Regions from separate parts of the Mus musculus genome. Here regions 1, 3, 4, 5, 6 and 7 are each linked to region 2. The links are chromatin contacts, called in public Hi-C, HiChIP or PLAC-seq and promoter capture Hi-C maps. All regions are on one chromosome and are shown on one strand. Each heading gives the region's core, a stretch centred on a gene start, on an enhancer-like site or on the middle of the called end of the contact. The rest is flanking DNA. Distances are from core to core; before and after follow the strand shown. Region 1 has its middle 33 kb from the start of Rgs3. Region 2 holds the start of Akna (AT-hook transcription factor). Region 3 overlaps 8030451A03Rik (a long non-coding RNA gene). Region 4 holds the start of Hdhd3 (haloacid dehalogenase-like hydrolase domain containing 3). Region 5 holds the start of Tnc (tenascin C). Region 6 overlaps Rgs3 (regulator of G-protein signaling 3). Region 7 holds the start of Bspry (B-box and SPRY domain containing).

Region 1 (3,543 bases), core at 653-3,152, 820 kb before region 2:
CTGGGGCGCCATTTGCCAGGGCGACCTTACTGCTGGCTGCTAATTGTCACTGGGCACTGAATGCTCTATGCTCGTGGGTTTATGATGATTCCTGTTAGTGGTTAGCAAGCCAGACACCAAGCATTTTTGGACTTTTAGTTGTGATGGTGGTAATGGAGATTGAACCCAGGGCCCCAATAGTAGGCAAATGTTCTACTCCACTGGGCCCTTGAAAACACACAGGTTCCAGAGAGTGTGATTTAATAACTATGAGTGGATCCTGAGACTCTGACCTTAAAGATGTCCTAGAGATCTTTTGAATATGATCCAGACTTGGAAGCTATGGATTCCAGGTCGGTTTTTGTAGCCAATGTAGGTACCATTTGATGCAGATCTCTTTGCTAACTTTCTCAGTTCCTTGGCCTTTCCCCAACACTCCTTGGCCCCTTCAACAGCGGGCCTTACCTGGTAGTCATGCTGCAGACATTTAAAGGAGGTGGAAACACAAAGAGAAAAAATATTTCCATCAGAATATTCCCTACAGAAAGAGTCTCTGCCTCTCTCTCTCTCTCTCTCTCTCTCTCTCTCTCTCTCTTTCACACACACACACACAGAGTGGGGGTCGTGAGCACACCTACTATTTCCCAAGGAAGGCAGGTCCAAGTAACATTTGCTGGCTGCCTCATTGCCTCTGAGGCCCTTAGCTTCAAGGGAAGGCACAAGCTGCAGCCAGGAACCAGCTAGTCCTTCTTTAGAGTGATTTGATGCCATTTGAAGAAGTGTTACCATGTGTTCGTGGCTGTATCTTCCAGGGTCACACCTCTTATTTTGATTAGGGAATTTGTTAATTCTCTGGTAAATGCTCTACGGAGCTATAATGCATAATGTATACAGTTCACTCACTGGAAATGTACAACTTTGTGGTTTTGAGTAAATTTACAGAGTTATGCAATTATTACTATGACCAGTTTAGAGTATTTTCATCATTCTAGAAAGAAACACTGTACCTTTTAGCTTCTTGTTTTCCATCCCTGACCCTCCGTCCTTCCCAACCCCCACCAATCATTACTGTGTTTTCTGATTCAATGCATATACCTTGTTGAGGGGATTTTATGTAAATGGAAGTGTGTATGTGTATTTCTATGAATGTCTCTTTTTACCGTGTTTTCAAGGAATGCTCATGTTACAGCACATAGCAGTACTTCATTTAAAAATAGGTTTTACGTTTATTTGTGTGTGTGTGTGTGTGTGTGTGTGTGTGTGTGTGTGTATACACATGTGTCATAGCACAAGTGTGGTGGTCTGAGGACAACGTGTAAAGCTGGTTACCTAGTCCCATCATGTGCTTCTTGGGCATGGCACATAAGCCTATAACACTGGGATGGGGGTATGATACAGAGGTAAGAAGATCATTGCTGGCTTTGCTGGCCACCAACTTAGCCAAAAAAGAACCTCAATAAGACTTAACAACACTTGGAGGCAGGGGCAGGGGCAGGGGCAGTGTATATATGAGACACATAGTCACGTTAACAAACAATAAGAGTTGTTGTTGTGTGTATGTGTGTGTGTTTTAAGGACGCAACCATAGAAATGTTTTATTTCCGGACCTTCTGGTTTGCTTTATAGTCTCCTACTTTGTCATCATCACAGACTCGATTACTGACTGTAGCTTTGTAATAGCATTTTGGAATCCCGAAGTACAAATCCTTTGATTTTATTCTTCACTGTTATTTTGGTTGTTCTATGTTCATGGTACTTCTAGATGCATTTTAGGTACAATTATTTTATATTGAAAACTCCCAATTCACAAAAATGTCGGCTCTGTACAGAAAATCTTGAAAGGAAACCAAGGTTTTAGCTTGCCCCATAAGCCATATCAGCGACCTGCCTGGGTTGTCTCTGAACACGTCACTGTTCTCCTTGTGGTCTCTAGCATCCTGGAAACGGCAAACGGTTAGGGGAGAGCACAGGTTGCCTTTTCTACGGGTTATCTGGGCTGGGAGATGATGGACAGCCAGTGCGTGTGCTCTGAAGGCTGAAGGTAGCTGTGGGCATGGCTGAGACCACCCATCTCTCTTTAGAGATGTCACTGCCACTGAACCTGAACCCGGCAGTTGTGGGGAGCAAAGTTTGGATCACTGGCACACATGTGAAAGCCAGGTGAAAAAGAGTTCTTCCCTGTATGTCCTTTCCCAGCCTTTCTTACTATGGTGTGTGGCACACATGCATAAAAACATTCCTAGATGTATATAAAATACCTATATGGATACACACACACACACACACACACACACACACACACACTCTGGAGCTCAGGCAAGCACCTGGCTTTCACATGTGTGCCAGTGATCCAAACTTTGCTCCTCACATATGGCCAGCACATATTTTTAATTAAGATAAGCTATTGCTACATTATATATCTTAGGCAGGCCTCAAATGGACAATCTTCCTGCCTCTGCCTCCTGAATACTGGGATTACAGACAGGGGCCACCGAGCCCAGTTTTGGCAATGTTTTCATTGTTTATTTCATGGTTTGGTCGGAGACCGTATTCTGTGTCCTTCAATTCTTTGCGATTCATTGGATTTGCTTGCTCACCCAAAGGAGCATTGCGTATCAAGAGAACCCTGTGTGTCCTTGATGAGACTCTTGCAGTTGGCGGGTGCAGTACTCTCCCCATGTGTCAGCTCTGGTCAGCCTTGCTCACCATGTTGCCCTGGTGCTCTGAGTCTGTTATTTTCTCTATCTGTTTATTCTACCAGTTACCAAGAGAAGGATGTCAAGTCCTACTGTAGATTAAACTTGCCATCCTCTTGCCATCAACACTGTCAGCCTTTCCTTTATGTATTTTGAAGTTAAGAATATATGGTTGTATAATTCTTCTTTTTCTGCAGAGTAAAAACTTCTATTATAAGGTCTTCAGCTGTTACAAGCCTTCTCTTTATTTCTAGTAGAGGTACAGTCTGCATTTCTTGGCACTGACATAGTTCCCCAGGTCCAGCCTGTGTCTGGCCTGCCTTTTTCTATCCTTTGTCTTTCCAGACTGGGTCTTTGTTCTTCAAGTGCTCAGAGTCCACCACAAAAAGTCAGGCATGGAGTTATTATCTTTTCTTCTCGTTCAGAGCTTACAAAAATGTCTTTTCTTTGGCTGGTCAGGTGCTAGCAGCCCAGGCTAGCCTTTCATCTTATCGACAGTGTCTCACTATGTTGCCCCAGTTGAGCTACACATCCCAGGCTGTGCTTGAACTTATGACAGGTGCGTGCTGCGTGCCTGGCTCTTGGGATCACCTTGAGTCACCGTGAGGGACTGAGGCTATTTGAAACTGAGCCGCCGTTCTGTGAGGATCTGTGTCTGGCTATGGCTCACCTTGTTCCAAAGGAGTAGTAGCCCTTTAGGTTCTCTTTGATCCCCTGAATTTTGGTCTCCTCATCACCAGAGTTCAGAGACATCCCAGGAGAAAATCAGTCTGGGAAAAACATCAGGCTCCCACAGCCTTGCATTTGCCACCGCACACCCCACATTCTGTGTATCTCATTTCAGCTCCATGAGGATGCTTTTAGATAT
Region 2 (3,986 bases), core at 1,386-3,885:
GGTGTGTGCAGTGGCACCCATGTACTGCCCCGATCCCCACAAAATACTGTAAATCTAAGTTCAAGGCCCCTCGTTCCCGTACAGGACCTGCACCCCTACTTCAAATCCATGGTGATGGGGGATCCCGACCTTGTGTGCACTCGGTTGATGTCTGTGGGATCCTGGCTCAGAGGCCCCAGGTCAAGTCTTCAGACTCTTCCTTTAAGCAAGGACCTCAACAGAGCCTCTCCAGCTTCAGCCCAGTGCGGAGGCGAGGGCAGGTAGAGGGGGGTGCAACCACACCTCCTGACATCTCTGCTGAGGCAGGGCTGCAGCATGTGGTTTTCTGACTTTTGAAATGTCATTTTTTTCTTTCCCCTAGCCCACCGCAGAGCAGCCTGCACCATCGCAGAGGCCCCTACGTGCAGAAAGAGGAACGGCCAGTTTGCTGCAATGACTCAGCCACAAAAATCTCACCGTTCTCCGGAGAGCCCACACATCCCTGGCAGCAACAGTCAGTGGTTACAGTTTTGCACCCATTTCTCAAGTGCCTCGACTTGTGAGCTTTACCTGAGAAAGACCTTACTCTTCTGTGCAAGTCACAGCCCTCAGTGTCATGGAGCCTGGAACTGGCCAAGTCAGGTAGTCAATCAACAAACACACATCAGTGTCAAATAGGTACCAACCTCAGGCAGAGATGAAGTTGCAATAGAGCAGCAGGCTGAGCACCAGGCAAGCAGATCCCAGCCAGCCCTGTATGTTCCAGCCACTCGAGGCATGTGGCTGGCTGACTGCTCCTCTCTGTAAAGGGGAATGGTGGTCACCTAGGCCTGTTCCTGCTGCACCCATCCCTCTGTCTGGTGAGCACCCTGACCCTCAGAGACGCACCAAATGAACTTGGAGGTTCTCAGCCCCTAGGATACAGAAACACACATGCTTGCCAAGATCCCACCCTCCGTGGAGGACGCAATCCAGAAAAACCACTGAAGAAGGAAGTTTGGTGACAGCTTTAACAGACCAAGCACATCTAGGGGAGAAAGAGGAAGGGGAATCGGGACAGAGGAACAGCACAGACAAAAACACAGAGGTCTGAAAATACAAGCTGAACTTCAAGGATGGCTCAGGGCCTGGCCCCTGAGTGCCACAGGCAGGCAGGGAAGTCTGGACAGCCGTCAGGGTAGCAGTGGAAGCTGGGGATTCGAATTATGATGTCCTGACCCAGGAGGGCCAGCCCCTCTATAACTAGGTCCTGCTAATGGTTGGGCCATTGAGCTAAAGGTCCCCACCTGCCCCCAGAGAAACTGCACCCCACCCTCCCCAAAAAAACACCAAACACTGCTTTCTCTATGTCCTTGCTTCTTATCACCTAACACCTGTACAGAACTGATCTCCATGTTGTCACACCCTCCAGGGATTCTATTTAGCAACTAGCTAGGCAATGCCCTGTTCCCCACACACTGCTTCATACAGCTCTCTCTCTCTCGAGCGCGCGCGTGCGTGCGTGCATGTGTGTGTGTGTGTGTGTGTGTGTGTGTGTGTGTGTGTGTGTGTGTGCGTGCGTGTGCGTGTGTGTCCAGGATGATCCTCCCCCACTGAAGCTTCAACCTTCAGCAGCCCTGGCATTCAGAATCTCCATGCTACCCAGCTAGAGAGAGCCAGGACATCCCCACCTTAACCTCATCCCGATGAGGAAACAGAGGCACCCACCTAATGAGAACAACCAGGAAGTTTAGAACACTGTGACTATTAAACCAAGGCCAGGAGATGTATAGGAGGCAGGAGGATGGCAGGGGAAAGACCTCCTTACCAAGCTGCTGGACCCTTTTGAAGGGCTGGGCTGTGGGGCTCCAAAGCAAGTTTGGATCCGTGGCAGGGCATAGACCTGTTCACAGGAGTGGCCTTTGGCCTGCGGCAAGTGGAGATACCCATGACGGATGTCCCCGGACTGTCCCTTGGCTCACCCAAAGAGCCTGGGAGGAACTAACAAGGGGCCAGGCTATTACTGACTCTCATCTTGTCCTACTGTAGCTCTAAGCTGGCTTCCTGGCCCCCACTTTGTCCCTGCCCTTATTTGGGTAGGAGGGTGTCATCTCCTGGCCTGTTCCTCACTTCCGAACATCTCGAGACCCTCAGTAACCCAAGCACTAACTGGCCTTGAGATGAGCCCACCCCGGGGGACAGAGAGGGACCAACACGGGTCCAAGTTCACCAAGGGAACCAAATTGGATCTGGAACTGGAAACTAGCATCTTGGGGTCCACTCTTTCGTGGGGGCCGGACTCCCAGAACTGGACAGGAGTGGCAGCAGCTGCGTAGCTGTGATTTCCTGGCTGGGCTGGGCTGCCTGCCAGGGTTGTCCAGAGTCTATGACTGGCCCATCCAGAGGGAAGGCGGCCTTCCCTCTGGCCCTCCTCCTGGCTCAGCTCCTTACCTCACTAGTACTACACCACCATCCTGCCGGCCTGGGCTCAGGGGAGCTGCCCACAAGGTCTTTGTTTCAAACCTGGGGAGCCCCCTGCCTCCACAGCAGCCTGGAACGCCTCCAGACTGCTCTGCCAGCCAGAACGGCCTCAGCTCACAGACAAGCATCCCTCCCCACTTCTCCCCGCCCCTGCAGCTGAGGCCTTGCCTTGCCTCCTCCTCCTTGCAGGAAGCGCCCAGCCTGATTTCCTACAAGTGTTTGTGAAAAGGAGGGGGGGTTACTCTGCGGAGCTGGCGCCAAGAGCTTAACCCTTTGCTGGGCAAGTGTGGGGCTGCATTGATGGGAAGAGAACTTCTGAGGCCTTGAGTTTGAGACCACCTCAGTTGCAACCACAACCGTGCTTGTACGAGCAGGAAGTCCAGAGAAGGCTTGGCTAAAGTCACATTGCATGCCGGTCCCAGGAAGAGGAGCCTGCAGTTCCTCCACTCCCACCCCAAAATTGGTCTCTTCCATCACCGAAGACTTTATCAAAGCCTCTCCCACTGTGTAGGTCTCATTGCCCATCCTCACAGGAGGGAAAGGGGAACCTCAGCCTTGGCGCTTGCTCCTGTCTGTCCAGCTTTAACTTCGTCTACTAACACAAGTCTCATCATCTCAGGGCAGACTTAGGGATTTCTGCCCTTCCACTTACTGTCCATGCCTAGAGATAAGATGAGCCTGCACTGGAATTGTCTAGGTAAGAAGGAAGAACTAGAGGATCAGGTGAACATCTCCTCTTGTAGCTTCTCCCTCAGAGGCCCCAGAGATGAAGGAACAGAATTATCTTCATGGCCAACCTGTGGCTCCTCAGGTCCCTTCACCTCTGTGAGAGGTGTAGCCATCTGAAGAAGCAGGGTGGGACACAGACACATCACACCTGGCCCTTCACTCTATAGTGAAGTGTGTAAGATGTCAGGTGTGCCTGAGGCAGAGTATGAGACAGGCTGGTGACCAACGTCTCCTGCTGCTTTGGTATCTCTGAGGCTGAGGACTCGCAGATCCTAGGGAAACACCCGAGGTTTCAGGTCTCAGATGCTGGACCTGCCCTGGCTGAAGACAGGGGCCTGAGAGTAACAAGCTGAGTGGGGGTGAGGCAGGACTATCAGGAAGGTCTGGGTGGGGAGGCCACAGTCACACAAGCGGCCGGAAGGACAGAGAGGCAGAAGCAAGCCGCAAGCATGACTGATGAGAATGTTCTAGAAAGGCAGCTGCAGAGACCTGAGAGAAGCAGGAGGCCCTTGAAGACAACAGGATATGATGTGAGAGGACTCAGGGGCCGGGGCAGGAGGTACAGAATCTGACCTTCAGGATCCAGGCTGACGGGGCAGGCAGGAGGAGGCAGGAGCCAGGTAGAAGGAAGATGCTGCAGGAGCCCTAAGTCCGCTCCTGGCTCTCTACTCTGCCCCTGCTGACCCAGAGAGTCAGGAAACAGAAGAGACATGAGGTCAACCCTCTGCCATCCAGAAAGCCCTGGGGGGGGAGGGGGGACCTCAAGGGAGCAGCCAGGCTGGGGACCACCCAAGAGTGATGGAGAGAATCTTAGAGTC
Region 3 (3,657 bases), core at 512-3,011, 680 kb after region 2:
TCCCTCCCTCCCTCCCTCCCTCCCTCCCTCTCTCTCTCCTTTCCTTCCCCTATTTCCTTATATTTTGAGACAGGGTCTCATGTAACACAGGTTATCCTCAATACCTACTATACTGATGAGGATAACCTTGAATTTCCAGTCTTCTTGTCTTTACCTTCAGAGTGCTAGCATTAAAGGATTGAGCCACCATACTGGGAGTGGTTTATGGTACTGTGGAGTGAACCCATAGCTTAGGGAAACACTCTACTAATTGAGCTCCATCCTTAATCTTATTGGTGTTCTTTAATAACTGTTGAGATTCACTTAAAACAGGATCTCATGTGTAAGTCCCATGGTGATATTGCTTGTATCATAAAGCTAAGACTGATCTCCATGGTTCCCTTATTCTTTTTATCATAGGCAGAAATATTGAAAACGAGCAAGCTTTGTTTTAATTGGAAGGACTAAATGCCTATTTTTGGAAACTATTGCTTGTATTGCTACAGTTGAGACAGTGAAGCACAATTAAAATCCTTTTAAAAAAGATTTTCTCCAATAAATCAGTAAGTAATTTATGACTAAGCAAGTCCCATGAAAAATGTTATAGCTGCTGGCGGCTGGGCGTGTACACCCATCTCTCACTCTTCTTGAAGGGATGTAGGCTAGATGTCCCTTCTAAGTCCCTCCAGGTTTTGGAGCTTTTTGATCTTTTTCTGTGCTCCCACCCTTACCCTAGCCCCCAACATGAAAGGAGTGATTTAGTTAGCAGGGAAGTTACTGAGCTGTTTGATTAGCTGTGAAGAAGTCTTTCATGTTTCTAGGGTCGTCAGAGTTGCTATAACCAGCCTATGGATTAGAAATGCAGACTTTGAGACCCAACCCAGGCTTACTGAATAGGACACTCTGGACAGACTCAGCCATCTGAGCATTACCAGTTGGTTCTGGTCTGACTTAAGCTGTATAAGCATTGTCTAGCTGGCCCACCTCTCTTTTCTGAATCAGCTTTAGGAGAAGCTGGGTTCTGATCTGCTTCCTTCCATGTGGTTGGAATAGAGATATAGATTGGAAAGGATACTCTGTTGCAAGGTGTTTTTATACACTAGTTTCAGGTGCAGCACTATAAAGTCATGATTTTACAAAAAAATTTTTTTTCTAATGATACTGACAATTTACTTATTTTTGTTTAAATGTAACTCTAATTTCAACTTTCATAGTATATTCTAACTTTGAGGGTAGAAGGAGAAAGGAATATCATTCATTGGATTCCTTAAAGCCCTAATAGTAGTCACTTATTTTTCTTTATGACGATGCATTTAAGTCCTGAGTGAGCCTGAGAGTAGCCCAAATTCATTCCTGTTAGAACTGGTACCAAGTAAAGACCAGAGAAGGCAGACACACTTATAAAAACGTACCTGGAAAGTTAGCTGGAGATAGCAAGAACCCAGTCATATGTCAGACACAGCCCAGGTGTCTCATCACCAGCTCCAAATTGAAAGAGAAGGAATGCTTTTCTGGATTGGCTTATCTCTGTCTTCATAGCGAGGAATTCCTACCTCATGTTTCATCCTGGGAATCAAGAATGAATCTGTACCAAATTGGTTTCCATGGCCCCCTAGTGAACACGGCATCTCTCAATGTCACATCCTAAATTCCTACCCCAGTTCTTTCATCCAACTTCCTTGACAGGAATTGAAAATGAACTGCAGCTGTTCAGCTTGTCTGTGGTAGGCAGCAAATTCTTAGTCCTCCTGTGAGCTCATCCCAGGGAAAACCTCATAGTGTGACCAGGAAGTGCTCTTGACGGCAATGTAGAGTCCGCCCCCATTTCCTGTGAGTCACTTTTGGTTCCAGTCTGTGGGACAATTATTTCTCCAAATGGAGTTACTTGATTATCCAACAGAGACATGTTCCACGAGGTAACAAACTGACTTTCAGATTTGAATTTTGACTTACCTAATTTTCATCCACATTATGCCTTTTATAATCCCTCATTTCTATTCTGGGTTGCCAAAACACTGTTTATACTTTGCGAAATTTCACAGTGAGTACGGGCTTTGATGGAGGGATCAACCAATTTGCTTCTTTCTTGATTAGCTTTATAGTGACAGCTCATGGCTTTGTTTGTTTGTTTTCTGTTTTTGTATTTTTCTTTGTGAACATGGCAGCTAATGTGCTATGCATGTTGTGTGTGTTGGTTTGACCAACCTTCATGGTCCTATAAAGTAGGTACTATTTCAGTTTCCATTCTTCAGAGACTATGCGCCCCTTCTTTCTTCATTCAACATCTGTATGGTTGGGCTTTAAACCCAGGTCTGGCTCTCTTAGATCCTTTCATACAATGAAATATGCATTGGCTTCCTGGATGTCCCAGCTCTTGGGTAGGAGAGGGCTTACTGGGATAAGGACAGTTCAGATATGCAAAAGGCCTTCACAGAAGCCAAGCAAGGCAAATGTCTAGTTCAAATTCAATGCCAAGGTGAAGAATGGGAGATAGCAGGTGACTTTTGGTGAAATTATTTTAGAAAATTGCCAGTGTTATTCAACTACAAATTATTCTTATGGAGTGTCTTGGGTGTGAAGATATCCAACAGAATGAAATACATGCTAGATCCAGAAGATCTGTGGCTGAAATTCTACATGATGGATGTTTACATTCACCCCCATTTTAAAGCTTAAAATGTACACAAATACAGATCTAATTGAATAGCTACCATATATCTTTGAAAATCAAATATCTCAACAGAGCATATGCCAGAATTTAGGAAGTATGGGCATAATGTAATGAGCCATTTATAGAAAATAAATGTCATTTGCTTTATTGATGTGGCTGAAGGGAATCTTACTTTTATGATCAGAGTGAGGTTTAAGGATGAATGTAAGGAATGACCCATGTCTTAAAGGACAAAGAGGAGTTAGATAATAAAAGAAGATGGTAAAAGTTGATGTTCCAAAACTAAACAACCCATTTTTCTTTTCTTTTTTTTTTTTTTTTTTTGGTTATCACTGCCAATCTGTTTTTCATTTTATTTTATCATTTTATGGTGGGAACTACAAAGGAAACTGGACTCATTTGTCAAGTATGACCCCAATGCCAAAGCCGCCATCTTGATTTCTTTTTCTTTGTCTATTCTTTTATATTTGTTAATAACAGAACCATTTCATGTTAATAGCTGTGGGTCTGCACATCTCATTTGCATGAAGATACTGAAGGAAGAGTTAGGCTACACCATCTGTAGTCCATTTTATCAGAATATCAGGAGTTTCTCTATGAGACTACTAAATGAATACTTGCTTCTGTTTATTCCCCTGGATCAAATCATGTGAGTCCTCTTGGTTCCCTCTTGAGCTTCTATACAGAGAGTGTGGAAGGGAGAATGGCACAAAGTATGTGTTTTAGTGTTATCCATGTCAGCGATCACCTTCCACGTGAGTGGAAGAACTATGCTCTGGGAGAATTATGAAGTTAGCATTTGTATTTGTTTTCTTTCTTTATTCCTTCCAAGTATGTCCTGTCATGCTCAAAGAGGAATAACAGAAAACATTCACTGAAAGAATAAACAAATCAAGTTTCATCTCAGCAGGCATTTATTTGTTAAGCACGACCTCCCTGCTGGAGAAAATGAAGGCACAGATCAAGCTTGAGGTCTGACAGTAGATATGTGTTCAATATGCTATGGT
Region 4 (3,695 bases), core at 471-2,970, 900 kb before region 2:
GCATTGGCTGCTCTTCCAGAGGACCTGGGTTCAATTCCCAGCACACACATGGCAGCTCACAACTGACTGTGACTCCAGCTCCAGGGGACAGTCCCTCACACAGACACACATGAAGGTGAGAAAACAAATCATTTAAAAAAAAAAAAAAAACACCCAATGGAAAATTTTGGACTAAATGAAATAATTTATGCATTTGTTTCAAAACACATTTCTGGACATCTTATGAGTCCGATGTTGGGGAATAAGACAGTTTTCCATCCCCTGTGGCATTTCTAGGTATTAAATACTAAGGGTTTCTCTGTAGACCAAAAACCTATAAAACAAGCACAGTGAAGTTGGTATGTGCCATGAGGCTATAAATCTGGAACCAAAGTCAGTCTTTGAACTCAGGGAATTTCCTTAGCAGGTTGAGGAATCCCGAGGAAAGAACATACAGAAAAAATATATATAAACTTCCTTGAGGCTGGGCAAAGTCTAGTGCTCTGGGCAGAGCTGAGCTCAGGTGCATAGCCCTGTAGGTCAAAGTCAGGAAGCAGTTATGCCTGCCATTATCTGTATGTGGTTTTGCCTCCATGTATATAAGTGCACCTCCGTCACGCCTGGTGCCTGTGAAGCCAGAAGAAGGTGTCAAATGCCCTGGAACTGGAATTTCAGACATTTGTGAGCTGTCACATGGGTGCTGGGAATCGAACCTGGGTCCTCTGGAAGAACAGCAGTGCTATTAACTTCTGGGCCATCTCTCCAGCCCATGACCCTTTTACAATTATTAGAAAATGGTGCCCTTGTTTAAGAAACCCATATTTATATTTGAGTATGCTTGACTTTCCTCAGAGTCCTTCTTTCCCCCCTAACCCTCATGCTTAATCCTGCATTAAAATGTTATTAATAAAATTTCCAACTTGGCTTCATTTAAAAAAATTACTAGTAATGTCAAAAAAGAGAAAGGTTCCTGGAGACTCTGACCAACAACATAACTGGTGAGGAGCTGGTGGAACCAGAGAGGGGCTGTGAACCTGCCAACAGCCTGGATTAGAACCCAAATGTCCAGACTCTAGCCAGGGCTGCCTTTGCTTACCCATGTTTATATTCTTTTAAAAGTTGGATTATGTTGAGCCTGGGAAGAGTGGGACAGAAGACAGTCCGTTCCAACTTGGCTCTGAGCTGCAAGTTCTCCCTGGAGTTATTAGTGCCAAATACCCAACTGTCAGTTCTCTGCCTGGAGTCAGAGACTGATTGCAGGTTTGTCTCCAGACAGAGGGGACTGCTTAGCTGTGTCTTTCAATCTGTGGGGTCCGGGGTTCATTCAGAATGCAGCCAAACAAAACAGAGGTGAGGAGGGGTGTGGGGGCGGGGCGCGTAAAGAAATGTGACAAAGAAGAGATTTAAGTCAGCTCGAAATAGTGAGACAACTTTAAAAGGGCTCTCATCGAGCAGGTAGGTAGGCTGAGGCCCAGCCAGGAACCAGACTGGTTCCGAAAGTCCTCTGGATGTCTCAGGACAAAAGTCATAGCGGGGCTGGGGCTCCGCTGCAGGACTGACTACCCTAAAAGCAGCGGGACGCGAGACTGGAGCCTCCGGGGCCAAGTCCACTGCTGGCTGGCCTCCAGCGTCCCCAGCTCGACTGCACGGATTCCCACGGTTTAGCACCCTCCACCCAGCCCCGGGCCTCCGCACCCACCTGGCTCGGGAAAAGAGACCTGAGACGCAGCGGCTGCTCCACCGGCTCTATGTAGGCGATCAGTAGCTCGCGACCCTCGGACTTGCCATTGATTCTCGCCCCGCCCCACTCTAGGCGTCACCAAGCTCCTCCCTCGCGCCCGTCACTCGCCACGCTGAGTCTTGGGCCTCTTGTCCCTTAGGTTACCCCGTAGCTTCCCTGCTCCCTGTCTCACGCCCTCTCACCGTCCCCTGGCTTCTTAAGGTCACTGTCTCACCCCTCATCACGTTCCTCCCCACTGCCCTTATACTCATTATCACAACCCAGGTGTTCTCTTTGCTTCTCATCTCTATCCCCCGGCCCCCGCCTCCGTGGGATGGAGACACTTAGGGGACCTAGACTAACTTGGGAATGGCAATGGCGGGGAGTGGGGTTAGGGCTCAGGCCGGCTCCCCAAACGCAGTGAGGACTCCAGCAAGGCTCTGTCCCTTTCTGTTCTGAGAGACCCCAGTTGGTTCTAGAAGGGAACTTCTTGTCTCACACACACAGTTTGTTGACTGCAATAACCTAGACACTTGGTTTTAAGATAGGGTCTCACTATGCAGGCAAACGGGTCCTGAGCATCTTCCTGCCTCAGCCTCCCAAGTGCTGGGATAATGGGCGTGCCACCGCCGTGTCTGTCTAACCTAGTTTCTCTCTGTAAAAAAACAAAAAACAAAAAACAAACAAACATTTAAAGGAAAGAAGAGTTTCCCTTTAAATGCGGTTTTCATAACTGAAATACACGTTTATATTCAAAAGTACCGTTGAAAGCAAAAAAGCAAAGCTTTCCTCTCAACCTAGTTGATTCGTGAGGTGCCAAGTAAGCACCTGTATTCTGTGTCTGACGCGTGGATAGAGCAGGAAAATGTCAGTTTCCTGCCTACGCGAACATGGGAGGATCAGGCAAAAACCAAGTTCATAACGGAAATGAGCTGTAAGTGCTGCCAAGGAATTGGCTGGGGGGCAGGGGCAGGAGGGCTTCCCTCTGCTCTTTTCTTCCCCTCCCCCACAGGTACCCTCTTAAAACATCTTCTGTTATCTCCTGGCTCTGTGGACTTTAGATGGACTCAACTCCCTCTCCCTGGGCCTCAGAAAGCAAAGTGCAAAGTCACAGAGCAGTCAGCTCACCTGCCAGACTGGTTTTGCCGAACAAGCTTGCTCCTCAGAAATGGAGGTAGAAAGGATAGCCAGGACATCAGAGGCCCACCTGTTCTTCAGAGAATCCTGGAATCCCTGACTGTATCTCTTTTCAGGGTCACCTCAAACCTAAGCCTGTAGGTTCTGATTCCAACTCTGCCACCCTGGAGACTAGACACGAGTAACTTAGTAAAGCTAGAATCCAGGCTAGCTTTAAGTAGATTTCCAAGATAATCAATGTCAGCTGCCATTTGGTAGGTCTCTCCATGTGCTGTTGGCACAGTGACAGATGGTTGATATCAAGTCAGATCACACAGAAAACCTCTTTGAGCATTTAAGAAGATTCTTTTCAGGAGAGAAAACAGACTTCTAGGTGCTTAAGGGTTTTGTTTCAGGTCACATACTACACAGCACGCTGCCCATCTCCAAAGAGGGTTTGCCAGCGTGTATTGATTGGCTCACCTGGGCCAATGACCTTGACCTAACTGTTGGGCCACTAGAATCTACTTTTTATTGTCTCTAGGTTAGCAGCAGCAAGGAACAATACACAGATAAATAGCCTGGGATGTCATAGGAAAGATGGTGGTGGTCTTTGATATTCTGAATCTAGCTTCTTTTTGATTTGCAGCTTCAAAGCTGGGTACACTTAGCCAGGTGTGGTGGTAAACCTGCAAGTCCAGTTAGGAAGCCGAGGCAGAAGTTACAGACCAGCCTTGGCTATGGAGCATGATCCCATTTCAAACAGAAAAACATATGTACCCTTTAATGGATGTTTTCATCCCATAACTCAGTTATTAAAATCCCCTGACAGTTTCACCCCTTGGTCCATCGGAGCCCCCTGGCTTCTTACTCTGCAGAT
Region 5 (3,959 bases), core at 42-2,541, 640 kb after region 2:
TAGCAGGCTGTCTCAGATTGGGCAAGATAAGAAGGCAGAGGCTTTGGGGGTAAGCAGACACACTGAAAAACTGGGTTAAGAGGCCCCGCTTTTCACGTCCAGGGTGTTGGCAGCTTTGGGCCATGACAGAGATTGCCCAGTTGCTGATTTGATCTTTTTTGTTCCTCATTCGCTCCTCATTATAAGGGGAGCTGCTGTCCCCACTTTAGAGAAGTGGAAACTAAGGTCCATAGAAGTTACATATTTTCCTGACACATTTATGTTGTAGTGGCACTAGTGGGAATGCCCAAGCCACTTCTAGGGTCAAACCCCAACCTCTTATTCCCCCTGTCACAACGATGGCATAGAGGAATCTCTGTGCTCTTTCCAAAGTTCACCAGGGAAGGGAATATGTTACTGGGGTTCTGGGATAAAGTGTCAGGAGGGAGGCCGATTTGGGAGCAATATGGGGTTCAGATGCCTCCAAACCTTCTACACATGCCCCACCTGAGGTCTCTGAATCAGGAGGATGGCACCCTGCTTCAAGAACCCACAGACGTGCCCACCAGTTTCATCTTACAGCCTGTGGGCTTTTCATCCGTGCCCAGAACTCATCTCCTAGCTCTGGTATCCAGCTCTTATCTTTCCCCAGAGTGGACACTGAGGATCAAATGGGACAAGAGGGGAACGAAAACTGTCAAGTGCTGAGACTGTGTAGATGCACGGTTGTGTTCTCCCTACTACGGGTACGTGGTACTCATCCCACCCAAGTGCTGTGAGTGAATGCCACTTTAAAATGCAACTTCTCTAACGCTCCAAAAGGGGAAAATCCACAGGTGAGAATCAACGAGGTAAAAGGGTAAGAGTTAAAGTAAGACATTTCCTCCAAAGAAAGGCAGAGACAAAACTTTACCAAAAGTTCCCTGAGTTCCTCTGACTATTGACAGATCCATACCAAATACATGACCGCAGGAGGGCAAGCACAGAATAATCGGGCCGCATCTGATCACACCGGGCTTGGAAATTAAACAAAAGTTTTATAGTTACAAACCCACATCTTACTGGGTACCGGGAATGCCAGGAGCACACCAGAAAGATCCTGGGTGATGGGATCAACAGACTCACCTTTTCCAGGTCGGGAAAAGCAAAGTCTCTGGGTGCACCAGCTCCGTGAAGAAGTACCTGGGTTAAGCCACAACGAGTTCCCAAGCGCGCGGTCCCTAGCGTCTTCCCAGCCACTGTCTGTGCCCACCAGAGGCTAGGGTGTGTGTCTGCGCGCGGGAGAGACGCGTGACAGTAGGCAGGCTGTGGCCGGAGCAGCCAGCTTTGGCAGGCTTATATAGGGAGCTCCTTCCTCTGTAATGGGACGCCTCGCCTCCAGACATCCTTTCCCACTTTTTTTTTTTTCAGTTGGTGAGTTAAAGGCACAGCCCTCCCAGCGGAACAGGGTTAGCTCATGAAAGACGCACTCACTCCAGGCGCGCCGCCAGCTAACGGACCATTTGCATACAATTTATAGTGAAGAAAAAAAAAAGTAGGAATTTCAGCTCCCTCCGCCCCCGCAGAGTAGTTGTTAGTGAAGTGTGATTTTTGCATTGCTCCACAAATGAGTATTCTAATTGTGAAACAGAAGCCTTGGGAACTGGGATATGAGGGAACTGGATCCTGGCGCTGCTCCTGGACTAGAGCAAGCTGGAAACACGACCTGGGTTCCCTCAGGCTCTGGGCAGCAGCTGCGGGGTGGCACCTCGGAGAAAGCCTGAGGGCTGAACCTGAGTTCCTGGAAAGAGGAGATCGAGGAGAGTTGAGCAAGCCCGGGGCAGTTCAGGTTTCTCTTGGCCAGCTTGGAGATAACCCAAGATTAGTTCTCAGCAGGTGGGAACCATACTGGGAGCTTAGAAAAGTGAGCTTTTCTGAAGCAGGACCCAGCGGTGCCCAGCTGCCTGGAGGAATCTTTATCCAGATCCCAATGTCCCCTCAGGAGTCACTTTTTGACATTGTTTATGCCACATACTAAGTGCTTTCTACTTAGTAGGGTCTACTAAGTAGGGTGTAGTACTTAGCTCAGGGTGTACTCCTGAGCTCTCAGTGTACCTAGGTGCTGAGTGAAGACTTTTTTTTTTTTTTCTTAGAGAAGCACTAATATATTTCAAAAGGTAACACTATTTAGGTTGAAGTCCTCATTTAGCATGTTAAAGTATCCCCAAGGCACCTGGGGCCAAGCTCAGCTCACGGTACTTCTGGGCTTGTTTGGGACAGTGCTTATACCCTGCAATTTAGAGAAGCAGTTTAATGCCATCAAGGAATTGTGCCTGGGAAGCACTTAGAATTCATGGCTCCATGACACATTGGTGACCAGAAACAGTGAGTGATGCTTAAGTAGGAAACTGTCACCCATGACAACAGACACAGCTGCTTTGCTGGACTGTGGAAAATGCATCTCTTTGTTCTGTAATTTAGAAGAGACTTCTGATGTTTTAATTAACAACTATTATCGGAAATTTCAACCATCCACTTACTGATTGATACCATCCTTCAGCCTTTCTCATAACATTTAGTTTCAATCTCCCTGGGAGAATAAAGCAAGACAAAATTAGGCTATCCCTAGGGTGGCACCGATTCCAGGACTCGAAGACTGCCTGCTTAAGTGTTCCCTATCCCCCCCCCCCCCACACACACACACACACACACCGCTCAGACATCAGGAACAGCCATAAATAGTCATGTCGTAAAACGACTCATTTGAACTTTTAAACCATTTGGGCTGATTCAGATGTTGGTTGCTTTGGGAATTTTTTCATTCTGCGTGTTAGCCAAAACATATTTCAGTGGCACAAGCCTGTCTTTCCACCAGTAGTGAATGCTTCCACGCCTCTAGGCTTTCCTAAGCAGACCCAGGCTACCTCTTCTCAGTTAGCAGAGAAAGTGTTAGACATGTCTTTACTCCATGTGTCCTATGAGCTATGTTTATATACAATAAATATATAATCAATTTATTTGTAACCATTTTCTTATGTCTGAACAAGGTAAGCTGAGAGAGTCTGCTAAAAGCCGTGTGATTAATAGGGCTTCTAAGAATGTTCCAGACTTGACATCCCTGGTCCCCAACAATTCTTAGTGTTCTATAGTCAATCATGAATTCACAGCTACCACAAACTGCTTAACCTATTACTGGAAAGCGAAGTCAGATGGGAGGCCCTGAGGATGGTGATCCTGACACATAAGACTATAACCATCAGTGGTCACAGAAATGTGTCACATGACACCTGAGATCTATCTTTTTTTCCATTAATTTATTTATTCACTCCACATCCCAGTATCCAGCCTCCCTCTCCTCCCAGTGCCTGCCCTACAGCTCTTTCCCCCATTTCCCCCATCCCTTTTACCTGGGAAGGGGGCCAGGCCCTAGGTGTCACCCCACCCTGACATAGCAAATCTCTCTGCAGGTGAATTTTCTCCCACGGAGGCCAGACAAGGTGGCCCAGCTAGAGGAGTGGGATCCACAGACAAGAAACAGATTCAGAGACAGCCCCTGCTCCAGTTGTGAGGAGGTGGGGGGCCACGTGAAGACCAAGCTGCACATCTGCTACATATATGTGAGGAGCCTCGGCCTAGCCCATGCTATCCCCTTGGCTGGAGGTTCAGCCTCTGCTGTACTGCAATCTACTTGTAAAATGAATGTTCAGCAGGTTATGGAGGCTCATCCTGTCGTGATCATGGCATTTGAGAGGTTCAAGCCTGGGAGTCAGCATGAGTCTGGGCCAGCCTAGACTGAAACCTTCTCTAGAAGACAAACAAACAGAACCAACCAACCAAAACCTCCAAGAACAAACAAGAGACCCTTTCACTAACAAAAAAAGTTTTCTCCCAAAGTGCTGAGAAACATCATAATTCTAGCTATACTTCAGCCTTACAGTGAGGAGGACTGCTCAGACTAGACACTGTTCTGTCCCCCTGGACTCTTTATACTTTACATAGAG
Region 6 (3,472 bases), core at 512-3,011, 720 kb before region 2:
AGGCACTGTGGGGTCATGGGAGAGATACCACAGTGAAGTGGTAAGTCAGACTTCCATAAGACAGTTTTTCCAGCATGGCACAGAGAATAGCCAGAAGGGTCTGCCACTGGGAACCCCACACCATTTGGATGAGGGTGGTACAGATGCAGAGAGAGTAGGAAGATTCTTAAAATAAGGAAAATCAATAGGTTTTGTTTTCTAGCCCAGTTTTGGAAACTGAGCAGAAGGCACAGTGTTCCGCTCTGCCCTCTGTCCCCTGCATCCAGCCTGTCGGTTGCCAGAGAGTCACCTGAGGTTTGATGAGGGATCCGGAGTGATAGTGATAGATTCAGACGAGAGAATGATGTTCAAGATTTGGTTTGAGCAACTGGTAGTGACAGCATACAGGGGCTCAGGAGAGTAAGGAACTCAGAATGCATTGAGTCTGGGGCACATGAAGCTGGGAGCTTAATGGATATCCAGAAAGTGGTCTCCAACTCTCCTTGAGCTGCATGCCACGTGCCCTCCCTCAAGCTTTTTACGTATGTTGCTTGGTCCTCCTCCTCCTCTGAGTGAACCTTCCCTGCCCTCCGTGGCTTCAACAAGGACCTCCCAATACCCCACTTTTCCTCGAGCAGGATACAGCCCTCCTTTATACAGCAGGCGGTGGCTGGTGCTGATCTTGTCCTTTTTCGAGTGACATCTTGGTTAATGTCTTTTCTTCTCTTCCACCCTGAAAGCACAGTTGTGTCCAGTGAGCCCGGGACAGTGTTTGGCTGCAGAGTTCTGTAAGGCTTGGGTAAAAGTAACCAATAGAATCTATCCTCGGGAAAAGGGTGGCCTGAAAATGCAGAGGGTGCTCTGGACCGGCAGTGGATGGCACATGAGGGAGGTGCAGGGCTAAGAGGAAGGGCCTGGAGCAGATCCTGATGGACAGGCAGAGTGGCCTATGATGGAGAAGAGCAGGGTTCAGTCAGAGGAAATCTTTGGGCAAGTTCCAAGCCCAGCAATGTTAGGAATGGTCATAGTTACTATGTACTGGCTGCTTACATTGCCACACACTATTGAGTTCCAGACACATGATAGCTCATTTGTTTTTCTAGCAACACCATGAGTTGTTCTTAATCCCATAATATACCTGAAGAAACAGAGGCGCAGTGAGGCTAAGCTCAGGGTACCCCAGCCAGAAAGACTGAAGCTGGTTCAGTGTCCAAAGCTGTCACAACTATGAGGGCATGTCACTCTTCTCCCAGACTTTGGCCAGGCTGATGTATTGGGGTCTGGAAGACAATGGTGTGAAGGACTGAGCTGGTGGCAGAGGCAGAGTTTGGGGCTCTAGGCTCAGTGTGTAAAAGCCAGTCCTAGAGGAGCCAGCTGAGGCTGGATAGAGAAACCGGGTTTGGGTCGAGTGTCTGAGGTCGTTGGAAGTCAGTGTCGAGCCAGAGATCTGGAAGCTGGAGACCCAGTGGACCCAAAGCCCAGTACAAAAGTGAAGCCTGGGGGTTGGGGGGGACTGTTCACAGCCTGGCAAGAGTTCTGAGGGCCTCTCCCAGGCTTGGACAAGTTCTCAGCTCCACAATCAGTTTCCTGGCCTCTCTGTACCATGGTGGAAAAAAGCAGGTAGCCAGAGATCTCATGTGTGAAACTAACGACTACAGTTTCAGTCTTCTGGCTTTCCCACCAGTCCTCTTTCTGAAATAGTCTGACCTATGTGAGGGCCAGCCCGAGACACAGGCAAACACCAGCACCCTCACTTGCAGAGCAGGAAGTGGTTTTTGAGGGCATATGCTGTACCTGACATCTGGTAGCCTCTGTGAATCAGCAGCATGAGAACCCCGGGTTGCCTATGGGGTTAGCAGGGGATGGCTCTGTAGTTGGCGCCTGTACGGTACCAGGTAGGTCTCTCCCAGCGGCCCTTGACTACCCCTTCTCCCAGTAGCTGGTGGGCGTCTGAGGTCAGCAGCCACAGCTGGTGCGAGCAGGTGCTTCTGGGCATCGTCGATACCATCCTTCCCCAGCCTGATCCAAGCTCTGGATTGCATTTGGGAGAGGATTTGATTAGGCCCCGGGCAATGGCTCCATTTAGAGGGCCTGGCTCATTTCCTGTGGCTGCTAGCAGGCGAGACAAGGACAGAATTAACCCTGCTCCAGCCTGGCTAAAGAAGTGATAGATGGGGGGATATGGACCTGGAGGAATACAGACATAGAAGGATATGGACTTGCGGGGGATACGGACCTGGAGGGATATGAGCACTCTCAGGGAGCAACCGCTTGTTATGATTGGGATCTAATGCCCTGTCAGAGCAGGCTAGCATCCCTGGGGGCACCCCGGGTGGGTTTTTATCAGCCCAGCCTGTAGCAGCACCCTCCAAATTGTGTGTTCCCCACTACTCGAACTTCTTTACTAGAGCACTCAACACGTGGCTTGTCTAGCCTCTAGTTTATTTCTTCCTTGAGGTCTAGCTCCTTGTTCCCTGCTGCCCTGCAGTGTGTATGAAGAGATGAATGGAGCTGTTCTGCCCTCATGGCCTCTCAGCATTGCCAGAGCTGGTTCCACAAAGACACTATCTATGCCCATGCCATTCTCAGGACAATCCACCCTGCCATATATCCCCTCTCCCTTTTCCCCTCTTTGTATCCCCCTCCTGCCATTCCACACTTCTGGGGGTTCTCGGGTCTCCTAGAATATGCCCTCAAGCCGCTACCATCCCAGCTAGCTCTCCCAGGAACACTGGCCTGACCGAACCTGCCCACAGTGGTCACAGTACACAGAGATCCTGCCTGGGTGGGTGGCATAGAATGAGGAGTTCTAGGCCCCATCTACAAAGCATTGACTTTGTGTAAGCTTACTCACAAACTGTTCCCTTTCTTTCTAGATATGTTTCCTCCCTGCCTCCCCCACCCCATTCCCAGTATGTGCGACACCTGGGACAGAAAACAGGGGGGTTAATCCTGCATGAGCCTCAGCTTTCTTAGATAATTGTCTCATGGCCTCAGGCCTCTGCTTCCCATCTCTGGAATGAGACCCCTAATAAGTGGCCATTGCATCAGTACATCTCCTGGGCTAGGCACGGGGAAGACCCTAACCAGAGCCTGTGAGTCCCATGTGGCCTCCCCAGGCACAGCTGGAGAAAAGGAGAGGTTGAGTAGCACAGCTGGAGAAAAGGATAGGCACAGCCAAAAAGTGGGCCCCATTGTATCAAAGCCAGAGTCTGAAAGGGCACTGGAGCCCATAACCACCAGGCTGTCTGAAAGCCTGTCAGCTCCGGTGACTTCCTAGATGATCCCTCAGGGTAGGGCCTCTGGGGACAGGCACCCTTCTGTGCAGCAGCACTTCCCTTCTGGTTTTGTTTGGTTTGGCCCCAGACTAGGGCTGAGGCAGGCTGACTTGCATTTCTGGTTTGGGGTTTGTTGCCTAAGGGGATAGGATAGGCTCTGCCAATAGGCACCTGTGGGACAGGTTCAGGCCCTTCCCCCAGGCCCCCAGGAAAGT
Region 7 (3,477 bases), core at 894-3,393, 920 kb before region 2:
ACCTACAACCAGGAGCTGTATAACCAACAACCCTACATTCCTATGTCACCTGGCATAGAGCATTGTGTGTTTGAGTGGCCTCGTGTCCATACTGGAAGGATGGCTCCACTCAGTACGACTCTGAGTGGCTTCAGGGCTTTTGGCTGCACTCAAATCTGGGGGCTAAGCCAAGACTACAAAGGAAAAGTTTTATCCTCTTTATGTAGTAGTGGCTTTGAGGGTTTCCAGTGTAGAGATATGCAAGCCCCCAAGAGGCCAACTTTGGGCTAGGAGCAGTTTTCCCCACATATCAGGAATACCAGGCTGCATGACCTGCAGAAGGCTCCTTCTGGGTTCAGTTTGATTCATCAAAGAGGCAGAAAGAGCCTCAGAAGTTAGTTGTTCTTGAAATGGGTATTTTGGTATTTTGTGCTTATTTGCATATCCCATTGTCTTCAAAGTTACTTTTTCATCAATGTCAATTTAAAAAAGAAAAAGCCCAAATAATCAAATTCAGGAAATTTGAATGCAAATACACTACTTGGAAAATCAGCCCTTTCAATGCTTCTCAATACGTTGTAACTTAAAAATTACTCATCCAGGTAACCAGAAGTTAAACTGCTTGGGTTTTGGTATCATTGCCATCAATCAGCAACTGAGACTCCACACGTTACTTAATTTCCATAAAATAGTAATCAGGCATGGGGTTACTTAGAGAGTGAAGGCGCTTGCTGCCAAGTCTGGTGACCTAGGTCCAACTTCCAAAACCTACATGGAAGGAGGGATCCTATTCCTGCAAGCTGTCCTCTGGTTTACGAATGCACTGTGGTACATACACTTCCAAAGTATTCAAATATTCTCTCTCTAAATAAATAAATGTGATAAAAATTGTCATAAGTGTTTTTCCTTTTGCTGTTAGCACTGAGCAGCTGCTGTGTGCCTGACACTGTTCATAACTTTTCTTTTTTGCTTTGTTTTGTTTTAAGACTATCTCCCTCTGTAGCTCTGGCTGTCCTGGTGGCCTGGAACTCGCTATGTAAAACCAGGCTGCCTCTAACTCACAGAAATCCATCAGCTTCTGCCTCTTTTTTTTTTTAAAGACTTATTTATTATATGTAAGTTCACTGTAGCTGTCTTCAGACACACCAGACGAGGGTGTCAGATCTCATTACAGATGGTTGTGAGCCACCATGTAGTTGCTAGGATTTGAACTTGGGACCTTCGGAAGAGCAGTCAGTGCTCTTAACCGCTGAGCCATCTCTCCAGCCCAGCTACTGGCTCTTGAGTGCTTGGATTAAAGGCACATGCCACCACTCACAGCTTGGTTTTTTGTGTTTTGTTTGTTTGTTTGTTTGTTTTATTTGTTTGTTTTGTTTTTTTAATGTGTCTTTGAGACAAAGTCTTACGTAACCCAGCTGGCCTCGAACCTTATATGTTTGAGGATGACCTTGAACTCCTGATCTTCCCACTTCTATCTCCCAAGTGTTGGGATTACAGATTTGTGTCACCATAACTGACTCATTTCATGTGCTTTCATTTATATACTCCTCAACCCAAGTATGAGAGTGAGATCGCCTCAACCCCCTTTAACAGTCAAGCACAGCTGAGAAATGAGCCTGTATTTAAGACACATGCCTAAAGCTGCCCCTCAAACACGCTGTTAATGCATTTAGCAAAAAATCTGACACTTCGTAACTGCTTACTAAAGATTCGTATAGGCACTAGAATGTCAGTTGTTTTTTTTTTTGTTTTTTGTTTTTTTTAAATCAAACACATCACGTATCTTGAGGTATTTCTTTTCTTTTTAAGATTTATCCATTTATTTAATGTATGTAAATACACTGTAGCTATCTTCAGACACACCAGAAGAGGGCATCAGATTTCGTTACGGGTGGTTGTGCGCCACCATGTGGTTGCTGGGATTTGAACTCGGGACCTCCGGAAGAGCAGTCGGCGCTCTTAACCGCTGAGCCATCTCTCCAGCTCCCAGCTGTTTGTTTTTAAAACTCTGACACAACACAACTTAATCCTATAAAGAACCACAGCCTACAGATGCAGGCGGAACCAGTGTGGTGTGGGTCAGCGCGCGGGCGCAGCCTGGGAGGGGCGAAGCCAGAGAGGGCGGGGCCTGGAAGGGCCACGCCCTCGGTACCTGCGACAGGTGGAGCGCGCGGCCTCCGGCTCTCGGCCATGTCCGCGGATGTCTCCGGGACGGAGTCCGGGTCCGAGTCCGGGCCGGAGCCGGAGCCGGGACCGGAGCCCGGACCGGAGTCCCGACCGGAGTCCCGGCCGAAGCCGGGACCGGGACCGGAGCCCAGACCCGAGTCCGGGCCGGAGCCGGGGCCGCGATCCGGACTGAGGAGGGGACCGAAGCAGGGGTCCGAGCGGAGCCAGTTGTGCCCCGAGCACTTCGAGCCTCTGAGCTGGTTCTGCCTCTCGGAGCGACGGCCGGTATGCGCCACCTGCGCCGGGTTTGGCGGCCGCTGTCACCGGCACCGCATCCGTCGAGCGGAGGAGCACGCGGAGGAGCTGAGAGTAAGCGGGCGTGGGGCCGGGAACTTTCTTGGGGCGGGGGAACTGGCAGGGACCAGGGACCGGGGTGGGTGGGTGGGGGATAGTGGCTTTTCTGTGGCTTCCCTTGCAGAAGGAGGTGGTTAAAGGTGTGACCTCTGGAGTAAACTGGATCGGAGTTTGAATCCTGCCCCCTCCCTGTGAGTCACTGATCCAAGCTTGGTGTCTCTCACCAGTAGTTTCTAGGCATTCATAACACCACGTGATTGTTATAGCTGACCTCGTAAAAACTTAGTCCCCCCCTAACCTCTTGACTTAGAGTCACCCTCTCCCCCCTTTCAGGTTTCCTGGTGAGGGATCCAGTTCCCTTCCAACCTGGCCAGACTGTAATTGAAGTGATGGATAGGGTGGAAGAATAGCAGGGCACTCTATCTCCTAAGGTCTCCTCATCTCTTGGTTCAGTGTGGCTCTAGGCTGGTCATTTTCCAGTTACACCCTGATCCTTTTCCCTGAGCTGCTGAGATTGGAGGCCAAGTCACCTTGGTGCAGCCGTCGTCTTCCTTTCATTTTAGCTGAGGCCCCTGGGGAACTCCTTGCAATTTGATTAAATGGCTTAATTCTCCCAACCCCACCCTGGCACCGAGCCCTGCTGTGCACTGAGAGCTGTCGCTGGGGACATCACCTACTCAAACCAGATTGTAATAAACACACCTCCCTGGAAACTGGGGCCGGTGGAGTTCAGTTACTCAGGGATGGTGAAAATAGACTTGAGAAAAGTTGATATAAATCAGCTTGCATCATGGGTAAGGCTTTTACAAATTCCTAAGGACTTAGATACTTATCATCGAGTTCCATCCAGGCTGAAGCGTGGGTTCTAACTAAGGTTTTTCAGACGAGGAAAAGGGCCCACAGGAGGATGGTAACTCTTAATAGTCAGGGTTTAAGAGGGGGAGATTCATTGACCGGGCAAGAGGAAACCACTTTTTG

The links. Promoter capture Hi-C pulls out the DNA fragments that hold promoters and counts their contacts. A called contact is a pair of places that touch in the nucleus more often than the background predicts. HiChIP or PLAC-seq counts read pairs in DNA pulled down with a chosen protein or histone mark.
Region 1: a contact with region 2 is called in a Hi-C map of CD8 T cells, with 2.3 times the contacts expected there. The contact joins the enhancer-like site here to the promoter of Akna in region 2. A contact is called at or near these places in 1 of 484 Hi-C or Micro-C datasets (CD8 T cells) and 3 of 115 datasets of contacts at active chromatin or transcription factors (double positive thymocytes, neural stem cells and regulatory T cells).
Region 3: an H3K27ac HiChIP or PLAC-seq map of the NIH/3T3 cell line shows a contact between it and region 2, with 3 times the contacts expected there. The contact joins the enhancer-like site here to the promoter of Akna in region 2. A contact is called at or near these places in 4 of 39 promoter capture datasets (the 3T3-L1 cell line, maxillary cranial neural crest and stem cell-derived epiblast-like cells), 2 of 484 Hi-C or Micro-C datasets (the 3T3-L1 cell line and muscle stem cells) and 4 of 115 datasets of contacts at active chromatin or transcription factors (the NIH/3T3 cell line, bone marrow-derived dendritic cells, bone marrow-derived macrophages and 1 more).
Region 4: a promoter capture Hi-C map of the HPC-7 cell line shows a contact between it and region 2. The contact joins the promoter of Hdhd3 here to the promoter of Akna in region 2. A contact is called at or near these places in 2 of 39 promoter capture datasets (the C10 cell line and the HPC-7 cell line) and 6 of 115 datasets of contacts at active chromatin or transcription factors (bone marrow-derived dendritic cells, double positive thymocytes, large pre-B cells and 3 more).
Region 5: a contact with region 2 is called in an H3K27ac HiChIP or PLAC-seq map of the NIH/3T3 cell line, with 2.8 times the contacts expected there. The contact joins the promoter of Tnc here to the promoter of Akna in region 2. A contact is called at or near these places in 4 of 484 Hi-C or Micro-C datasets (cerebellum, cerebral cortex, cortical neurons and 1 more) and 5 of 115 datasets of contacts at active chromatin or transcription factors (the NIH/3T3 cell line, astrocytes, embryonic basal ganglia and 2 more).
Region 6: a contact with region 2 is called in a Hi-C map of memory CD8 T cells, with 4 times the contacts expected there. The contact joins the enhancer-like site here to the promoter of Akna in region 2. A contact is called at or near these places in 2 of 39 promoter capture datasets (the C10 cell line and pre-B cells), 1 of 484 Hi-C or Micro-C datasets (memory CD8 T cells) and 4 of 115 datasets of contacts at active chromatin or transcription factors (bone marrow-derived macrophages, large pre-B cells and memory CD8 T cells).
Region 7: a contact with region 2 is called in a Hi-C map of CD8 T cells, with 2.3 times the contacts expected there. The contact joins the promoter of Bspry here to the promoter of Akna in region 2. A contact is called at or near these places in 2 of 39 promoter capture datasets (erythroid cells and pre-B cells), 3 of 484 Hi-C or Micro-C datasets (CD4 T cells, CD8 T cells and rod photoreceptor) and 5 of 115 datasets of contacts at active chromatin or transcription factors (astrocytes, effector CD8 T cells, memory CD8 T cells and 2 more).

Annotation. Positions count from the first base shown.
Region 1 is chr4:62,585,374-62,588,916 of GRCm38.p6, forward strand. It overlaps a transcript of Rgs3 not described here. Among named protein-coding and RNA genes, the nearest start is that of Rgs3, 33 kb to the right of the region's middle. Within about 2 kb of position 1,903, at least 15 of the 459 cell types and tissues checked have an H3K27ac peak or open chromatin away from gene starts, as enhancers often do. A contact at or near this core is called in CD8 T cells and regulatory T cells, where this site is marked.
Region 2 is chr4:63,400,810-63,404,795 of GRCm38.p6, forward strand. It overlaps Akna (AT-hook transcription factor), which reads right to left and starts at 2,636. Exons shown (of 22, transcript NM_001045514.3): 1 at 2,410-2,636. It overlaps Gm52742 (a long non-coding RNA gene), which reads left to right. Exons shown (of 3, transcript XR_003955424.1): 3 at 362-1,317.
Region 3 is chr4:64,082,355-64,086,011 of GRCm38.p6, forward strand. The region is part of intron 5 of 8030451A03Rik (a long non-coding RNA gene); the gene reads left to right. Among named protein-coding and RNA genes, the nearest start is that of Tnc, 37 kb to the left of the region's middle. Within about 2 kb of position 1,762, at least 25 of the 459 cell types and tissues checked have an H3K27ac peak or open chromatin away from gene starts, as enhancers often do. A contact at or near this core is called in the NIH/3T3 cell line, bone marrow-derived macrophages and muscle stem cells, where this site is marked.
Region 4 is chr4:62,500,480-62,504,174 of GRCm38.p6, forward strand. It overlaps Hdhd3 (haloacid dehalogenase-like hydrolase domain containing 3), which reads right to left and starts at 1,721. Exons shown (of 2, transcript NM_024257.1): 1 at 1,679-1,721.
Region 5 is chr4:64,045,645-64,049,603 of GRCm38.p6, forward strand. It overlaps Tnc (tenascin C), which reads right to left and starts at 1,292. Exons shown (of 27, transcript NM_001369211.1): 1 at 1,105-1,292. The region is part of intron 4 of 8030451A03Rik (a long non-coding RNA gene); the gene reads left to right.
Region 6 is chr4:62,683,605-62,687,076 of GRCm38.p6, forward strand. All of the region lies in intron 10 of Rgs3 (regulator of G-protein signaling 3), which reads left to right. Among named protein-coding and RNA genes, the nearest start is that of Gm52741, 15 kb to the left of the region's middle. Within about 2 kb of position 1,762, at least 149 of the 459 cell types and tissues checked have an H3K27ac peak or open chromatin away from gene starts, as enhancers often do. A contact at or near this core is called in memory CD8 T cells and pre-B cells, where this site is marked.
Region 7 is chr4:62,477,924-62,481,400 of GRCm38.p6, forward strand. It overlaps Bspry (B-box and SPRY domain containing), which reads left to right and starts at 2,144. Exons shown (of 7, transcript NM_138653.1): 1 at 2,144-2,514. The coding sequence starts at 2,170.